2 separate regions of the Oryza sativa genome follow, and region 1 is linked to region 2. A link is a contact called in public HiCAR-type data. All regions are on one chromosome and are shown on one strand. Each heading gives the region's core, a stretch centred on a gene start, on an enhancer-like site or on the middle of the called end of the contact. The rest is flanking DNA. Distances are from core to core; before and after follow the strand shown.

What was found. HiCAR-type assays count read pairs that join an accessible place to other places.
Region 1: a contact with region 2 is called in a HiCAR-type map of leaf, with 2.1 times the contacts expected there. The contact joins the promoter of LOC4344645 here to the promoter of LOC107276547 in region 2. A contact is called at or near these places in 1 of 15 Hi-C or Micro-C datasets (seedling) and 1 of 4 datasets of contacts at active chromatin or transcription factors (leaf).

The regions. Positions count from the first base shown.
Region 1 is chr8:2,398,350-2,404,777 of ASM3414082v1, reverse strand. It overlaps LOC4344645 (beta-glucuronosyltransferase GlcAT14B), which reads right to left and starts at 2,623. Exons shown (of 4, transcript NM_001422908.1): 1 at 1,788-2,623; 2 at 1,179-1,254; 3 at 951-1,066; 4 at 1-51. The coding sequence starts at 2,430. It overlaps LOC4344644 (lysine-specific histone demethylase 1 homolog 2-like), which reads left to right and starts at 3,072. Exons shown (of 2, transcript NM_001422907.1): 1 at 3,072-4,662; 2 at 5,684-6,428. The coding sequence starts at 3,126.
Region 2 is chr8:2,211,228-2,217,965 of ASM3414082v1, reverse strand. LOC107276547 reads left to right here and starts at 1,302. Exons shown (of 3, transcript XM_015793990.3): 1 at 1,302-1,694; 2 at 1,906-1,954; 3 at 2,039-2,926. The coding sequence starts at 1,389. The coding sequence ends at 2,247.

The DNA of each region.
Region 1 (6,428 bases), core at 1,374-3,873, 190 kb before region 2:
CCCATATGCAGTACTCGAGGAAGGTTTTTGTGAGCATTATCCAAGCAGAACCTGTCGATAAAAAGACGACTCTGATGTTAAGATACATTTAAGAGTCTTGTGTGTTTTGTATCAGGAAACATGTAACGCGTACAAGATAGAATGATGCTGATGTGCCTCTCGTATAAACAGGTAATTAATAAAAACAATATTTTGATTTCACAACCGAAATAGAAATATGTTTGCTAAAAACTGCATAACGCCCTTACACTTCACATAGAGCATTTGTTTATTCTGCATCACTCCTAGGCGTTTTGAACAGAGAGATCAAACTTCTTATTTTGTCAGTGCTAATGGAAGATTTGATCTGCCATTTCATCGGAATACCAGATCTAGTCAAACAAAAAATGATGACAGGAAGGAAGCAAGCAGGAAATGAAGCCATATTGTGGTCAACAGGAAAAGTAGCTCATTTCAAAACATCTTGGTGCATTCTAAACTGTAAGGGCTTGCTTTGAAAATTATTGATAACTCCGATGTCAAGATTGATACTTCAATCCAACATCCTCTGTTTTAACTCAAAACAACAACAACAAAAATCCTCTGTTCTCTCTCTCTCCCTCTACTTATTTATTTTTGCAAATAATGTCTACTTATTTATTTTCGCAAACATAAGAGGGCATGTGGACATAGTGAAAAGCAAGAGGACACACACTAATGCTAACAATAAGAAATGGTCTATTGCAATCAATATTGGTCAATCAAGTATTCAACGCTACTGTCTGCTACCATGAAGTAATTACTTACAAACCAGCACTATTCAAAGGTCAGTTTGGAATAATAGTATCATAAATATTTAGATTCCATACCCATGCCAATCGCTGCATGAATGCATCGTTAACTTGTGGGCAGAATCATAATAGCTTTCTAATATGCCAAGTAAGACATATAGAAATCAGAAACATGCTCACCAGTATATAACTTGAAAGATGTTGGCAATTCTCGCCGCTCAGTAGTCATGGTAAGATCGAACTTTTTTGATAGATAGAGCCCTGGGTCCACAACAATAGGTTTTGCTCTTGAAATCCTGTGAGAAAACCACATAAAGCATCAGAACAAGTAATCTGGATAATCAAAAGTAGAGAGAACTAGATAACGTGAAAAAAATTGAAAATACTGAAGACTAGAAGGAAACTTACACTTTCCAACCAGATAGTTGCATGTGTTCTATAAAATTAAGATTTCTCGGCAAGGAAGAGAACACATGAAGTATATCTGCAGAGAAAAATAACGTTTAGCCATGCAAATACTTATACAATGCCACTGAATGTTGCAATATCCTCAATGAGGATTAAAGCTTTCATTACAGCACACTTTCATTTTCCTGAATCTGAAGCTTGCTAATAGTAGCTAGCAAGCTCTACATAACTGATGCCAATGCAAAGAAATCTAGTTGAGCTATCAGATAGGCTATAGCTTACACAACGAATTTAACCATTACAGTTACACAGATGCTAATTGCTGCCCTCAACAATGCTATCCTAGAGGCAAATCCTAAATTCCAATCTTTTCAGTGGCACTCCATAGCTAAGAAAATATCTCCACATCCTAGAACAAACACAACAATATGTAATTGAAATTCAGCTGACCTGAAGAACACTGACCATCCTTTGTCATCAAGTAGACAATCCTAGAGGCAAATTCGGTGGCATTTCATAGCTAATTAACAAAACATCTCTACATTCTAGAACAAGCACAACACACAAAGTAAGCTAAAATTCATTCAGCAGAGTAATCAGAGCACTGACCATCCTGCGTGACGAGGGGGTAATCGGAGGCGCTGAGGTTGATGAACCAGTCCCACTCCAGACCCTCCTTGAGGAGGATGGAGACGGCGTGCAGCGTGCAGGCCACCATGGTTGGCCCCTTGTAGGTGACCAGGTTGCCCTTGGCGATGACCCTCACGTTCCCGACCTCGCTGAACATGGCGTCCCCCTTGACGTACATGGCCAGGTCGATCCGCTCCCGCGGCGGCGCCTCCAGATCGAGGTGGAGGATGTACTGGTTCCGCGGGTGGTAGATCGCCTGCAGCGCCCGCCTCATCCGCGCCCCGTCCCCCTTGGTTCCCTCCAGGAGGTAGGCGATCCGCGGGGGATCCGCGGAGGAGGCGTCCGAGTTCACCGCCGCGTCGTCCGGGTTGTCGCCGTCGTCGGAGTCGGAGTTGGAGTCGAGGAGGCGGTTCTTGATCTCGGATTCTGCGGCGGAGGCGGTGTCCCAGGTGGCGACGTCGATGAGGATGGAGTCGTCGTCGCCGTCGGCGAGAGAGGGCGGGGAGAAGAGGCCGCATGCCGCGGCGAGGAAGAGGGTCGCCGAGACGAGGAGGCTCGCGGCGAAGGGGAGCAGCCACCGCCGGTCACCCGACGGCCGCCCGAGCCCCCAGCTCTTCCTCATCCCGCCGCCGCCGCCCAATTCCAGACACCAGGAGACGGGACCTTGCCACCGAGTCACCAATTCGCCATGGAATCCGAGCTCGAGCTCGAGCTCGAGAGCGAGATCCAATCGGAGCTAGGCGACGCAGCTCGCAAGCTAAGCTAAGCTTAGCTACCGAACGCAGCAGCAGCAGCGGAGAGAGTGAAGCTAGGAGGAGAGAGAAGTCCATAATGCCTCCCTCAACTTCTCCCGAGGAGGAAGAAGTGGAACTCCTCTCCAGTAAATGAGTCGGCCTACTAGGCCCAATAAAGAACGGCCCAAAAATCTGCCTATGACGAGTGGGCCCCATGGCTACGTGGCAGGATCCGCACGCGTGCCGCTTGGCTGGAAAACCTGACTGCCATTTTTCTCATGACGATCTCATCCACACCCAGGTGGCAGACATGTGGGCCCACGCTTGATGGAGCCCACCTGCCATTGAGACATGGGAACACGTCCTTGTAAGAAGTCAACACCGCTTAGCACCGCCGACTCGTCTTACCCTCACACTGACAAGTGGGACCCACGAGATGGGTACAAACCACAGTCCAGAGCTGACGACTGCGGGCCCACCAGTCAGCCTCCCCCCCATTAAAGTCGAAACCCCACCTCACCCACCTCTTCTCTTCTCCCCTCGCCTCCGCGAAGCGAGAGAAACCCCAACCTCGTCGGCGGCGATGTCGTCGTCGTCGCGGCGGCCGGCGAGGAGGGCGGCGTTGACGGCGAGGTCGTCGTACGACGAGTCGCTGGTGGACGCCGAGCTGGAGTCCTACCTCGGGAACGCCAGGTCGCGGCGGATCAGCCGGCTGCGCCGCCTCTCCGCCGACGAGCGGCAGCGGGAGACGGAGACGGAGGCGCTAATAGCGCTCTCGCTGGGCTTCCCCATTGACGAGCTGCTCCCCGCCGAGCGGCCCCTCCTGCCGGCCCCCGTCGCCGCCGCCCCCAACGACTACATCGTCGTCCGCAACCACATCCTCGCCTCGTGGCGCGCCGACCCGCGGGTGCCGCTCCCGCGCTCGCGCGTGCAGGAGACCGTCGCCGCCAGCTACGACAACCTTGTCGCCGTGGCGCACGGGTTCCTCGCCCGGGAGGGCCACATCAACTTCGGCGTCTCCGCCGCGTTCCCCGCCTCCCCACCACCCGATGCGCCGCAGCGCCTCGCCGCATCCGTGCTCGTCGTCGGCGCCGGTCTCGCCGGCCTCGCCGCCGCGCGCCAGCTGCTCCGATTCGGCCTCCGCGTGCTCGTCCTCGAGGGCCGCGCCCGCCCCGGCGGCCGCGTCTACACCACTCATCTCGGCGGGGACCAGGCCGCCGTTGAGCTCGGCGGCAGCGTCATCACCGGCATCCACACCAACCCGCTCGGCGTGCTCGCCAGGCAGCTCGGGATTCCACTCCACAAGGTGCGAGACAGTTGCCCGCTCTACCACCACGACGGCCGCACCGTGGACATGAAGCTGGACAGGAGCATGGATCTGGTGTTCAACACGCTTCTAGAACACGCCACCCGGCTGCGAGAGTATCTCAAGAAGGCAGCCGAGGGGATCTCGCTAGGGGAAGGTATAGAGAGGCTGAGACGCTTTTACAAGGTGGCGAAAAGCGTCGAGGAGAGGGAGGTTCTGGACTGGCATTTGGCTAACCTGGAATTCTCCAATGCCGGCTGCCTATCGGAGCTCTCGCTCGCGCACTGGGACCAGGATGACCAGTATGAGATGGGGGGAGACCATTGCTTCCTAGCCGGAGGGAATGCGAGGCTGGTACACGCATTGTGCGATGGTGTGCCGGTGTTGTATGAGAAGACGGTGAAGCGGATTGAGCATGGGGAGGATGGGGTGAGCATCACCGTGGAAGGAGGCCAGGTTTTCAAGGCTGACATGGCACTCTGCACTGCTCCACTTGGAGTGCTCAAGAGCAGGAGCATCATTTTTGAACCGGAGTTGCCAGAGAGGAAGCTTGAAGCAATCCAGAGGTTGGGGTTTGGGTTGTTGAACAAAGTCGCCATGGTGTTTCCCCATGTATTTTGGGATGAGGAGATTGACACATTTGGGTGTTTGAATAAGGAGAGGAGCAAGCGTGGCGAGTTCTTTCTCTTCTACAGCTACCACACTGTCTCTGGTGGTGCGGTACTTATCGCACTTGTTGCGGGAGAAGCTGCTTTGGAGTTTGAAAAGGTTGATCCTGCTGTAGCACTTCATAGGGTCCTTGGTATTCTTAAAGGTAATCACTGAACTTACATTCCAATGTATCTCCATAAGACCATATTTTTTTGAAGTCTTCTAACAAGGATGGAGTATGGATAAGCTTTAAGTATGAAGTATGAACTCCTTGCATATTAGAAAATGGGGGAATGAATTATGGAATGGCATAACAAGGTGTCACATAAATTAAAGAAAAAGAACAATGTGTCATGTGTTGATTTAAGATTAGATTTAAATTTTGCTATGACAATCGGATTTGTTGTATTAATTCAAGTAGTCCCTGCCATATGCATTGGATGGTTGCATTAGAACCATCAAGGGTATATTTGGAACCTAGTAGAGTCATGCCAATTCCATAATTTATTGGAGTGCCATGTTGTGTTGATTTAACTTGAAGTGTTTATACTAATAATACAAGTCAACAGCTCTGTAAAAATTAACTCTGGATTGTGTACACTATCTGTGTACTGTCTTACCATCTACAATCCTCAACTAACCAGTAAATTTTATTATAGAGTTATTAATATGGATTGGAACTTGGATGGTGTTTGAACACTGAAGTGCTCCTTTTAGATTAAGAGTATACAGATGGAAAGAAGGAATGGAAGGGAAGGAAATTATATAATGAGATATTTTAAAGATTCTGTTACAAATGCGATGACTAGTACATTTTTTCATTTACTTTAGAGTTTAAATAAATAAAGAATATGCTATTCTTTTGCACTATATCATACTAGTTTGATGTGCAGTGTGCACCAATGTGCATATTGGAAGTCTATTGGCATAGTGGGGGCAAATAAACTGTGTGATGAATATGGAATGGTTTGCAAATAATGAAACATCAGACAGAGTGAAACATGATTTGGAGAATGTGAATTATTTCCATTATTATCTTGTAATATGAATTTGTGGTTTGTAATGGAAAGGGTAAAAAAACAACTAGGAGAAATGTGCTTAGTTTCCAATATCTCATTATATAATTTTTTTTTTTGGTTTTCTATTTCAATAACCAATGAACTCACTTTTGTGACTTTTTCCAGGTATCTATGGCCCCAAAGGTGTTACAGTGCCTGATCCCATTCAATCATGTTGCACAAGATGGGGTAGTGATCCTCTTTGCTCAGGTTCATACTCTCACATCAGAGTTGGGTCTTCTGGCACTGACTATGATATTCTCGCTGAGAGCGTCAATGACCGGTTATTCTTTGCTGGAGAAGCAACAAATCGTGCATACCCTGCAACAATGCATGGAGCTTTATTGAGTGGACTAAGGGAAGCTTCCAAGATTCTCCATGCTTCGGAAAGTAGATTGAATTCTGATTATAAGAAGTATGCCCTGCAGAAAAGCATCAGACTTATAAATAATGTACTGGACGACCTTTTCATGGAGCCAGATCTAGAATGTGGAAGATTCTCGTTCGTGTTCTCCTATATTACACCTGAGGAGGAACAGGCTCCGGGATTGGCTAGGATTACACTTGAGAAGCCTTTGCTTCTGCCTTCCAAGAAACGCAAAGTAAAGGGTAATCAGAAGGATCAGGACCCTGTGGCTGAGAAGATAGACCAAGAGGTGTTTTATTTATACGCCACCGTCTCGCAAGAGCAAGCAACTGAACTATTGGAATGCGACAATGATAAAAGTAGGATAGCAGTTCTATGCAAAGATCTTGGTGTTAAACTAATGGGTTACGACAGTACATACGATGTATGTAGTCATCTGATTTCTAGCATCTCGAGAGCTCAGAAAGCCAGGAAAAGGTTGCAGGGACCGAAGAGCTTGAAAAC
Region 2 (6,738 bases), core at 53-2,552:
CCCGGGTGCGTGGTGGGTGAGCACGCGTACTCCCTCCTCCTGCTCGCGCCTCCGCCACCGCCGCGTGACGACGACACGACGGTGGCCGTGGCGTGGGGGAGCGCAAGGCGGAAGACGGATTAGTTTTTGTTGCGCTATTGAGGAATGGTGCATAATCCGTTCTATGGATTAGTTTTTGTTGGTGCATACACGCAGGCGTGCCTGCCGGCGATGGAAGAGAGATCCGGAGTCACCAATTCACCATACGTGCTCTCTCTACTCTCTTGATTATGTATTTATGTGTTAGGTTGCTTGGTGGTGACTGGGTTTGTTCATTCGTGTGGTGTTTTGTTGGTGCGTTGGATGCAGTCGCCCCCGAACCCGTGAACGCACCGGGGAACCTCCTCCTCAGGCTCCATCCTGGCGGCTTGTTGAGGTAGCTCGTCTCGTCCCTCAAGCGAGCCAGCAGCAGCAGCACAACCATTGCCGGCGTGACGCCCGAACGCAGCGCCAAGACACAAATATTCCGCCACTACGACGAAGTCGACCACGACAACGCGGCGTGCAGCGTCTGCTTCGTGGCACTGGCGCCAATGCGCCATGGCTGCTGCCTCCTCAGTAGAGTGGTGGCGCTTCGGTTGCGGCGCGGCGGCCAGGCGAGGAGCTCCCTCCGCCGGAGTTGATAGATGATCTCCCTCCGCCGCCATCCTCCGTCGGCCGTCGCTGTTGTGCTCGCGTCGCTCGAGAGAGAGCATCGCGGCGGAGGGGCGGGGCGGAGCGGCCGACGGAGTGGAGCTGTCGCGCTCGCCGACAACCTCCTGCTCTGCCTCATTAGCCACGTAGGTGCCACGTCAGTCAAAACCGCCATCAAAACTGCCAAGTGACCTCATCTGCACTGGTTTTGATAGTTAAGGGACCCGTTGTATCTGGTTTTCCGGTTGAATAAAAATTGGATTCGTTGACAAGTTAAGGGACCTCGGATGAACTTATTCCTTGTAAGTTACGTGCGGCCTGAACAATTTTCGGCCGGAACGGAATTTCGCTTATGTGAGGCCCAAGAACGGGATTGAGACTTATTGTGGGGAAAAAGTACACCTAAGGTCCCTCAACTTGTTTTCGAGTTACAGAATCGTCCCCTAAACGTAAAACCGGATACAACGCATCCCCTAACTTACAAAACCAGCGTAGATTAGATCCCTCGTGGTTTTGCACTCGGTTTTGTCCAACGTGGTGGCTGATTCAGCGTGAGACCCACATGAACCCCACATGTCAGGATGCCACGTCAGTAGGCTAGCCTCACCCTTCCTATCCTTTCCTCCTCTCTCTCTCTCACTCCTCTCTGGACTGGGCAGGGAGGCCGACAGTGGGGAGGAGGTCGCCGGGTGAGGAGGTCCGACGGTCGGCCGGCGATGCGGCGGCGGAGACACGGGAGAATGGGAGGGCAGCAGCAGGGCGAGGCGGCGTCGGCAGGCGAGCGCGGTGGCGGAGAGGCGGTGGCGGCAACGACGCCGTCGCGGCTCCCACTCCTCCCCAAGCAGCGGCGGCGGCGGCCACCGAGCAGCGGCGCGACGAGGGCATCGTTCGCCATGGCGGTGGCACCTGGGCTCAGCAGCGGCGAGGCGTTCCGGCTGTCGGCGGATGCGGGCGCGGGCGCACTCAAGCTGCACAAGGGCGACATCACCCTCTGGTCCGTCGACGGCGCCACTGTCGCCATCGTACGTCCTTCCTTCCTTGTTAATTCGTTCCCTTCCTCGATCCTTGCCGATGCTTGTGTTCGTGGCTATGGTGCGTTTCGAATCTGATGCTGCTCGTGTGGATTTGGCAATCTTTCTAGAAATATTTGCAAAATTGTTAAAGCAATAATCTCTAACTCTTAACTATCTGGATATGACGATGAAGAAGATGACAGTTATTCATATTTCTCAGGTTAATGCTGCTAATGAACGAATGCTAGGAGGTGGAGGTGTTGATGGAGGTGATTGAATGCAGCTACTAGTGAGCTATCATTTATCTCATCACGGATTGACTATCTCATACTCCAGTACAATTCTCATTGTAGCTATACATCGAGCTGCTGGACCTGAACTCGTAGAGCCCTGCCCAGTCCAGAGACGCGGGGCTGGCAGATTCTCCTACGCCGACGAGCTTCTCAAGGCGTTCTGCGCTGCCTTTCCTTCTTCTTCGTCGTCGTCGTCTCTACCGACGCCTACGCCGCCGCCGACGCAGCCGCAGCCAGAGCAGCAGAAACCGGTGGTGGTGGTGGTGTAGGAGAATCTGCTAGCCCCGACGACGGCCTCTCCGGCGAAGGCGAAGCTGGCGGCCGCGAGGCAGGTGCCAGGCGGCGTGCCTAGATCCAAGAGGAGGTGAGCTTTCTTCACTTTGCCTCCATGCTCGCCCACGCCGTCGCCTTCGGCTTCCCGCGTCGCAGCCGCCACCGCCTACTCTCCGCCACCGCGCTCGCCCGCCGACGCCGCCTCGCCTTGCCGCCGTCCTCCCATTCTCCCGTGTCTCCGCCGCCGCATCGCCGGCGACCTCCTCGGCTCCTCCCCACCGTCGACCGTCCTGCCAAGTCCAGAGAGGAGTGAGAGAGAGAAAGAGAGAGAAGAGAGGAAAGGAGAGGGAGGGAGAGGCCAGCCTGCTGAAGTGGCATCCTGACATGTGGGTCCCACGCTGACTCAGCCGCCACATTGGACAAAACCTAGTGCAAAACCACCGAGGGACCTAATCTACACTGGTTTTGTAAATTGGGGGATACGTTGTATTCGGCTTTGTGGTTAGGGGACGATTTTGTAACTCGATGACAAGTTGAGGGATCTTCGGTGTACTTTTTCCTTATTGTGGCGTCCTCGTAGGCTGGCCATTTTGGGCCTTTATGGCCCACTGTGAGCTTACCTGGGTCTATCTTTACATCGACGTGGGCTTTAAATTAAAATGTTTGGGCCTCCAATTAGGGTGTTTTATCTATTTATTTATACTAAAAAAATACCCGTGCGTTGTAACGGGTGAAGACTATTTTAACCGTATTATTGTTAGATTTTTTTTCTAAAAAGTAAAAAGTATATGGGATTTTTATTTTGATAGTATTGATATCTAATTCGGAATCTTTATTGAGATGACGGTCACATCATATACATTGCTTTATTATGGCCTGGCGAGAATTCTGAAGCAATTAGGAGTCCGACTCTCGTCCTAACTTAGCACGCAGGATTTTTAAAAGGATTTCTTATACGACTCCTTTTGTATTTCCAAAAAGCGAATGAACTTTAAAACTACCTCAAATACGGACAACGTACCAAAATATCAGGGGAAACATCTTCAATTTTTATAATAGTAGAGATACCAATAGCGAAACAGAAAAGGATGCAAAAATAAAGGAAATTGGAAGGAGAGGAGAGGGTCAGAAAGACCAGGACAAAAGGAAAGGAGAAAAGGGAAAAAAGAGCAAAAAAAACGTGGGGAGGGGTACGTGCAGCTTCGAGTGGAAGCGCACAGGATGGTGTGGCCGATTGGGTTAGGTTGCGCTAGGAGGAAGGCGTATAATAGTTATTTTAAACTCATGTCGAATTGGATACGAGCGACGTAACTTTGTTGTTGGTAAAATATACAACTTTGTTATTGGTATTTTTTTTTCATTTGAAATCATTTACTATCCGAAAAATTATTTGAATTAAGAAGAGGGAGGAAAATTAGACTTCCTGGTGAAGGAGGAACAAAAGGGCTGGGCCGGCAGCCCGAAGAGGGAGGACGAGAGAGAGAGGCTGCGGGCTAAGGGAGGGAGAGAGTAATACTTGGGCCGAAAAAAGCCCAAGGACAGAGAGAAGAATTTTAATTTGTTTTCCATTTATTTTAATTGGTTAAATAAACTTTGTGGAATTAAAAATAGTTATTAAGCACCGAAATTCACAGAAAATTTCAGAGAATTATTTAGACCACGTAGAATATTAAAAAAATATTTCCGGCCATGATTTTTGAAGGAAAAATTTAGTTTCCTCATTAATTCACTTGATTAAATTGCTTTAGCTTTTAATATATTTTTCCATAAATGCATTATATAAATTTATGACGTTTGCTTTGTGCCCCTTATGACAAATTAATATTCGTCACGATGTCCCAGTGAAATACTTTATGACGATTTCTAGGTAGTATTAACGACGAACATCCTTTTTTCGTCACTAAGCGACCACATCTCATACTAATTAATCGTCATAAAATGGAATGTGCTAGTGACGAATAGCTCCGACGTCACGAGGAATTCGTCACAGAAGGTCATATTTATTTCTTGTAGTGAACCAACTAAAAATCAACGCAAACACAAATGACGTACGAAACTAAAAACCAACTCAAACACGGATGACGTACCAAAATTTCAGCGGAAATATCTTTGATTTTTATAATAATAGAGAAGATATAGAGATTGGGGTGGCTAGGGCTACATATTCTATGACCGGAAATGTTCAGACAAGATTTTTATACTTTTATACCCTTGATTTTTTAGATGTTCAATAATCTAGACTGAAATATAAAAAACCATTATATAGTTTCTAAAATTCAAAATTCGGACAAACAACATGTTGAGCTGTTTTAACTAATATACAAGTCAAACATTAAAACCGTAGACATCTTTTTTCCAAATATTAATCACACACTAAATGTTTTTTTCTCCTTTGTAGGATTTTACAAATGATACTAGCAAATAGTGATTTTGGGGGACCATTTTCAATTCCCAAAATATGGTTTAGTACGACATAGAACCACCGTAAGAGCAGATTTAATAGTATAGCAAACAATTGGTTATTAGCTCATATATTAAAGTTAACATGTATAATAAGTTAACTATAAAATTGGTTTTATTTTTTTCTCTCCTCTCTCTTTCTCTCATCATGAATTTATAATGTAAATATATTGGAGCATGTGTATAACTATTGCATGAGAGCCAATACTCCTCGGTTTTTCATCTCTCTTCCACATGAGTTTATAGTTGACTCATACTCTATCTATCTGTTCTAAAATATAAGGGATTTTAATCTGGACAGAGTTGTTCATATGATGTACAGTTCCAAACTCACAGTCCACACCCAGGAGGAAGCAATTTGTAAAAAGTTCCAGGGGTCCAAAGAGAGATTCTACACATATAGTACTATAGAAATTGACTGATTCAGCTGACTCACTGTCACTGACTGACTGACTGAATCCGCAGGGCCCCACCACGCAGTCAAAGTACACGCCAGCGACCACTTCTAGCCGTTGGGCGCGTCTCCTCGCTTTCCACTTCCTACTTTTACCGCGCAGTAAAAACACCCCAAAAAGGGTTAAAAGAAAAGAAAAAAAAAACCTTACCTGCCCGGTTCAAACGTTCGACCGGTAGGGATAAGTTACTTTAGTGGGGCCGGGAGGAGGCGGGCCGACACGTCAGTGGCGTGGGAGGGGATAAGGCCCGTGGATAAATTTCCAGGCGTTCACACGGGGGCCCGCGTGCCACGTGTACGGCCCAGATGCGTCCCCCGGGATTCCTGTGACCTTTCTCCGCTCCCCGTTTTGTGATGGTGGGGGAGGTGACTGCACCGCACAATTCGGTTTCGTCACCGTTTTATCTCGAGTTCTACCGTTTGGGTTAGGTTTTTTTTTTTTTGCATTTTCCTTTTCACTTGTAAAATTGTTTCAAATTAAGAGCCCCATCGATTGGTCTAATAAATAAAAAAAATTAAATTTTGAATTTTTAAACTTGATTTTGAAGTTAATTTTAAGATATTTTCAACATAATTTTTTTAAAGATATATAAAAGTTTTATTTATAAATTAACTTTTATTCTTTAATTAGTCTTTTTGGTTTATTAAGAAATATAGATAACCGATGAGGCTCTAAGTCACTAACCGAAAAAAAAATCACTGACCCTGGTGGTTGGTGAATGAATGTGATGGTGGGGAGTGAGAGAGAGGGCAAAAATGTGTGTATGTACTCAAATGTTAAGTTTTAATGTGAAAGATTTCTTTCTTTATTTTTTTCTATATCAGTATAATTTCAGATTTATAGCACATAATAAAAGCAAGATATTATGATATCTCTTTTCAAGGTAATTTATAAGTACTATGATTTTGCATGTATCCATATCTTTAAGTGTCGTGATCATGGCTTAATTTGCTCGTTGGCTTCTTAATTACATAGTTCGTTTTGGTCCAATGCCACCTATCTTGGTAGACACTCGTGGACCCTATTTTATTAGTCGGAATTGTTACAAATACATCGTCATATTCGTACAATGTGGTTGTAACCTTAGTGATCTCTTTTTAATTCTACTGTGTGAAATCTGATTGTTTTATCATTAAATTTATGATTTTTTTACAAGAAGTATAGGCAGTCCCTTTATTAATTTCCACTAAATTTTGTGACAAAAAAAAACTGCCACTCAAATGGATGGAGTTGTTTTCAAACTACGGATGTGTAAAGGTCTGCAAACTTCGGATGTACAGAGGTCAACAAAACATTCTCACCAGTGAGCTAAGTTCACCCAATAATATAGCTAGTTGACTTAAACATTGATATATGGAAAATATGAAATATGGGTGGAAATACACCATTCTCATGCTAGACACAAAATAGTTGACTAATATAACTAGAGAGTTGCTCAGGCCTGTTAGCTAGAGACCAAGGATTCTAATAAAAATTAAAGGGCACAATGTTCTCTTCTGAGCAATGTTGTATTGCCTACAACATAACTACATAATAGAACATTTTAATATGTAACTGTTAATCAGGTAATAA